Linked DNA regions of Rattus norvegicus: region 1 is linked to region 2. The links are chromatin contacts, called in public Hi-C maps. All regions are on one chromosome and are shown on one strand. The core of a region is the stretch at or near the end of the contact, and the rest is flanking DNA. Distances in the headings are between cores, read along the strand shown. Region 1 holds the start of Cmbl (carboxymethylenebutenolidase homolog). Region 2 holds the start of Ankrd33b (ankyrin repeat domain 33B).

What was found. A called contact is a pair of places that touch in the nucleus more often than the background predicts.
Region 1: a contact with region 2 is called in a Hi-C map of kidney, with 4 times the contacts expected there. The contact joins the promoter of Cmbl here to the promoter of Ankrd33b in region 2. A contact is called at or near these places in 2 of 12 Hi-C or Micro-C datasets (kidney and liver).

What each region holds. Positions count from the first base shown.
Region 1 is chr2:84,278,789-84,281,488 of GRCr8, forward strand. Cmbl (carboxymethylenebutenolidase homolog) reads left to right here and starts at 1,340. Exons shown (of 6, transcript NM_001008770.3): 1 at 1,340-1,359.
Region 2 is chr2:84,068,160-84,070,954 of GRCr8, forward strand. It overlaps Ankrd33b (ankyrin repeat domain 33B), which reads right to left and starts at 1,420. Exons shown (of 4, transcript NM_001191565.1): 1 at 1,067-1,420. The coding sequence starts at 1,420.

The sequences.
Region 1 (2,700 bases), core at 90-2,589, 210 kb after region 2:
AGCTCTACCATTACAGCCACGCACTCTCTTGGTTCTTTCCCTCTTCCCTTGGTTCTCTTGGCTTTTTCCTCTCTTGTCCCGCCCCTCCTTGCTCCCTCTCTTCTCTCCTCTCATGGCCCGGTCTTTTCTGCTAGCTATGGTCAGTCTGGACGATCGATCTATAACTCCAATCCCAGGGTTCACTGCCCTCTCTGGTTCTCAAAGGGGCACCAGGCATGCAGACATACATATAGGCAAAAGACTATACACATAACATAAAATTTAAAAAGTAAAAAATAGGGACTGGGGAGATGACTTGGTGGTTAAGAGCATTGGCTCTTCTTCCAAAGTACCTGGATTCAATTCCCAGCACCCACATGGCATCTCACAACTGTCTCCACTCGAACAAACATACATGCAGGCAGAACAGCAATGTACATAAATTAGAAATAAATAAATTTTAAAAATTAAAAAATAAATAAATGAAAACAAAAACACAACTAAACCCCCTTCAGACACACCGAAACAAATAAAAAAACATTAAAAAAAACCCTCCATCTTAGAGAAACTGTTTTGTTTTGTTTGCTTTTGTGGAACACTGAAGGGCACCCTCTTATTCCATTGTACACATCTTTTGACGGTTTCAGAAACAGGGAGAGCAATCCTGTCCACCAGAGACTTTCAAAGGAGCTCATGGGCTTTGGATTCCATCCATCTTTCTCAGCGGAGACACTTTTTTTTTTTTTTTTTTTCCCATTGGTTTGCCCTGAGGACAAACGCTGCCCAGAGCAAGGCCTCGAGCCAGCACCCACATCTTTAAGAGACAGAACCGGAAAATTAAGATGGTTTCACTGGCCTTGCCTGAGAGTGTTGGGGGAAGGTTGGGACAAAAGGAAGCTGTTGTCCTTCCATCTTCTTTTCTCAAGGTTTTCTTTCCTTCCTCGCAGACAAACAACCCGAGGCACATGAAGAGAATATGTAAGAGTGTGTGTGTTTGGAGGGTAGGGGAGAGGTAAGTACACAAATATAGTAGCTTATTCCTTGAAATAGCCCGATTGCGACTGACCACAGAGAAGTACGTGTCCGGGTAGACAGGCCCAGGGCATTGTGCCAGGCTCCCTTTCTACCTCCTCAGGGCCTTTGTTTCCCTCCTATCACCACTCTTCCCACCCTGCCCTCTTGCCTCCATCTCGGAGCCAGCCACTTCTCAGTCCTTGCGGACCTGCCCCTCCCCCGGGTTTTCCCGGGAATTCAGGACACTGTCACAGCGTCCACTTCCCCTGCAGACTGAGACTCCTCCCTCCTTCTGCATGTCCCTCCCTACCGGGTCAGCTCCAGGGCGTTTGCCTCCTGCTGACTTGCTCTTCACCATTAGACAAGGTAGGTGCCGGTCACTGGGGACAGACAAGCCTGCTGGACCTTGCTTGTGGGTTTGCAAGAAAGCAAAGGACGTTTGCAGGTGCAGACATGAGGCACTTAAAATTCTATCTTCCAAAATGAACTGCCATATATATTGTCCTGGCAAAAAGGCAAGGGCCACAATGTGAGCCAGCCCTAGGTACCCACCTTTACTTCTGAGTATATTTTTCTGTAGTTATTCAGATGTTAGCTTTTTAAAACAGCGAAGAGCTTGTGGTCAAATAGTGTTCTTGAGAAGAACCGTTCTTCCCTGCCCTTAAATACTATTTTTAGGCTGGGCGTTTTGATTGTATTGGTTTGTTTGTTTGTTTGTTTGTTTGTGAACATGGAGCTGTGAACAAACTGAGCATATTTAGTATATTTGCATTAAATTCAGTAATGTCTGGCAGCAGCCCTTCTGGGTGCGTAGAAGCAGAGAGGTGCTGTCATATAAGAATATGACATCCTAGATGGTGGGTCGATCTTGCCAAGACAGACAGTGTGGTTTTACGCCCCATGGCCACTGGGTCTGGCCCAGGCCCTAAAGAGACTGGCCGATGCAGTTTATATCCACTTGCTGACAGAAAAGGCCACCTGTTGTTTTCAGAGACAGTTTAAAACAAGGTGGTCAGAGTGGAGCCCTGTGCACACACAGGACAGCCTGTTGGGCCTGCAACAGAGAGAACAGGCCAGAGGCATGGCAGTGATTGACATGTTTAAAGAGGTCTCTATGTGCTCCTTAGATTTAGCTTCCTACTTAATGCTGTGGAAATGCGTGCTAAACCATGGACCTTATGCAAATTGCACACATGGTCAGGAAAACTAAGTAGCTGGAGGAGGGACAGCAGAATCACCCATGGCTAGGAGTTGGCTCTGCCTTCCCCAGGGCAGGACTCAAAATCAGGTGCAGTGAAGTTTCTATAACCTTTAACCTGGCAAGCTGCCAGCCCCTCCCTCTCGAACACCAGTTTTCTACAGGATCAAACTTGCCCTTGCACTCTGAGCCCAGGTCTATGATTCCTATTTGCAGGTACTTCCTGCTGCAATCCTGTTTGTGCCCTGAGCTTGTTGAGGTTTTTTTTTTTTTAATTTTTTCTTTTTTGTTTTTGGTTTTTTTTTTTCTTCTTCTCCTATTTCTTTTGGACAACTTCATTGTGTGATCGGACTTCTGAGCTACGCAAATCCTCAGAGCTTCAAATCAGGAAAACTATACTTGGAGACATGCTCTATGACTGTGTCTGACTTCCAGAGAGCAGGGAAAGTGATAGAGTTCTACTCCTGAAAGACTGTTTTCCACAAAAGATGAACATTCACCCAGGTGTA
Region 2 (2,795 bases), core at 170-2,669:
AAGTTCAAGGTTGTCGGGTTATCAAAAGCAGAAAGGGACACGCTGGCTTCACACTTGCCTAAGCCTGACCCAGACTGCCTTCAGGCACAAAACATTGCGCATATACAGCCCCAGGATAAGCCAAAGGCATCGGGTCTCCAGGTCCCTATATTAAAGCGCAAATTTCCTGTCAGCTGGCGACTCCCAAGCAGAAGCACAGGCGTCCCTAATTTGTGCAAGGCTGAGTCTGCAAAAACCACGGGGCCTCTGGGAACATGGAAATCAGGGGAGGTTGTTTGTCCACCCAGCAGAGACTAATGGGGACACGGCCACAGCGGTCACTTTCCCAGCTAGTGTTCAGTGGGAACATCTCTCCCAACTTTTTTTCTTTTCTCAAACTTTCTTGCTATCTCTGAGTCTCGGCGTAATTAATAGAGACCGCCTCCTACTTTCCTGCGTGCCGACCCTGGTGCGTGACCCTACTGAGCTGAGCAGCACCTGTCCTGCCTGAAGCGTGGCTGCGAGGGTTGGTAGGCTTCGACCCGCAGCAGTGACCTCACATAGAGCTGGCTAGTCGCCGCGCGGGTCACTAGGAAAAGCAAGGAAAAGGGGTGGCTTAGGTAATGAAAGGAACTGTAGCTTCCAAATCCTAATTCGAGCACCAACGTGTTAGACAAGGACAACCAACAGGAGAGGCCGGGTGGACAAATGGGGCTGGAGGTAGGAAAATGTCCCCTGAAAGTGAGTAGAGACCATCACCTACCCGGGCCTGGGGAAAGTAGCAGTTAGGGAGGCACTGAGTGGAAGGGGCACCCCCACCCCTAAAGATGTCAACACATTTCCAGCATAAAGAATTATTCCCCTAGTGAGAATTCGGGGATCCTCGGGGCGGTAAAGGGGAATCTGGATGGAGTAGGAAGCCGGGCAGGACTATCATCCGCCCGCTCCGCAAATGGGGTCCCAATATCGCCTCACGCCACACAGGAAGGAAGCCGTGCTCTGAGCGGCAGTAGATCTAGGATTGGGATGACACGGAAATGCGGGCGAGGGAGGAGAGCGGAGGGGACCGAAACCTGTCGGGACTTACCCGGCCGTTGCGGTCAGTCTCCCGTGCCTCCTCGGAACTAGGTCCGCGCCGCACTAGCGCCCGCAGCAGCCCCACGTCGTTGGCGCAGGCGGCGCGCAGGAGGGTCGCCGACTCAGGGACGCCCTCCGGGACGCTCTCCGCGCACACCGAGCCGCACTCCTCCTCGCCTCCCGGAGGGTAGAAGGAATCGTCCGATGCGATGCTGCGGGTGTCCGGCAGACTCGAGAAGTCTTCGTACTCCTCGTAGTCCGCTGGGTCGTCCCCTGTCTGTACGCTCCGGGGTGGCGTCGGCGACTGTGGGGACAAGCAGCGTGTCCCGCCGCCCTCCGGCCCGGGCCCAGCCAGCAGCACCATGCTGGAGGCCAAGGCGCGGGCCGGGGGCTAAGACTCGGGTTAGAGGGACAAGTACACGAGGCGCGCCCCGGGGTCACCGACCCTTGCCCGCTGCGTTCACACAAGAGCAGGAGTCCCACACGCTCCAGCCCGGCGGAAAGCGGCTCCAAGCGGCTGCGCTCCCGGAGCAAAGTCACTGGCGACTGGAGAAAAGCCCCTTGGGTGGGAGGAGCCGCGGGGGCTTTCCCTGCCCCGTCGGGCGGGGTGAAAGCAAGGCAGAGGGCGGGGCGCCTTCCCCGCTGGAGTCCCGGGCGCAGCGGAGGTCCTCTCCAGACCGCGCCACCACCCCCCCACCCCCGCCCGCTTGGTCCGGAGCAGGGGAAAGCAGGAGCGGGAGATCCAGAAGCTGTAACTCCAGAGGCTGAGAGCCAGCCTGAGAGACAGCCCCCCCCTCCAAGGGCCACTCCCTGGGGACCGAAGCGGAGATGGGGTCCCGAGACACCAAAGGCTAAGCAAGTTTCCAGCGTCGGAAAGTACCCGCACCTGGAGACCCGCCCCTTTCCCACTCCCCACTGAGGACGGTAATCAGCCCCGGGGGCCGAAGGGGCAGCCTTAGGACCTGTCACCTCCCAGGCAGTCGAGTTCTGGACCAGTTGCACTTCTGAGACGCCCTGGAAACTTAACTCTCTTGGAGCATGGAAAGGTGTCCACTCTTGGACGGAGGGTGGAGCTGTCCACTCTGGAGGAAATTCCACCTTGGGGAGAACCTGTTCTATCGACCCTGATCCAAATAAGGGCCGGGGGCTGATTTGGGGGACTAACCCGAAAGAGGCAGGGTCTGCAGAGTCTCTAAGTCACCCAAGCTGGCTGTGGCTGGGAGGTTGATAGGAAAGAAATCTTGGGGAGATGGAAGGGTGATAGGAACCTCACGGGAGGATATCTGGGTGAAGAGGGACAGCACCTGGCCAGAGTCGTGAGGGGGCTCCACTCTCCCTCACCTCTGGTCATTTTCAATGACGGGGAGGGGGGGGGTGGGGAGACGGTAACGCGTCGTGGCAGATGAACCAGAAATGGCCAGAGACCGACCGGCTTTGATCCAGGGCCAGAAACAAACACTTCAAAAACTGAGATTATTGACCATGGAACTGCCTGCTGGGACGTGTGTGGAAGGATTTCTCACCTGTAGCCCCTCACTTTAAAGAGGAGGAGGTGGTGTGACCCTGTTCTAGAGGAAAACCTGTACATCCTAGCTGTGTGTCTCATGAGCCAGCAAAAAGCCACTCACTTCTCTCTCACCCCACTGCCTCCTCTTCATTTCCACCCATCTCCAGGCACGCCAGCCCGTGGGAGGCCCCAAGGGGAACACGACTGAGCTCCTGGAGACAAGACACAAGGA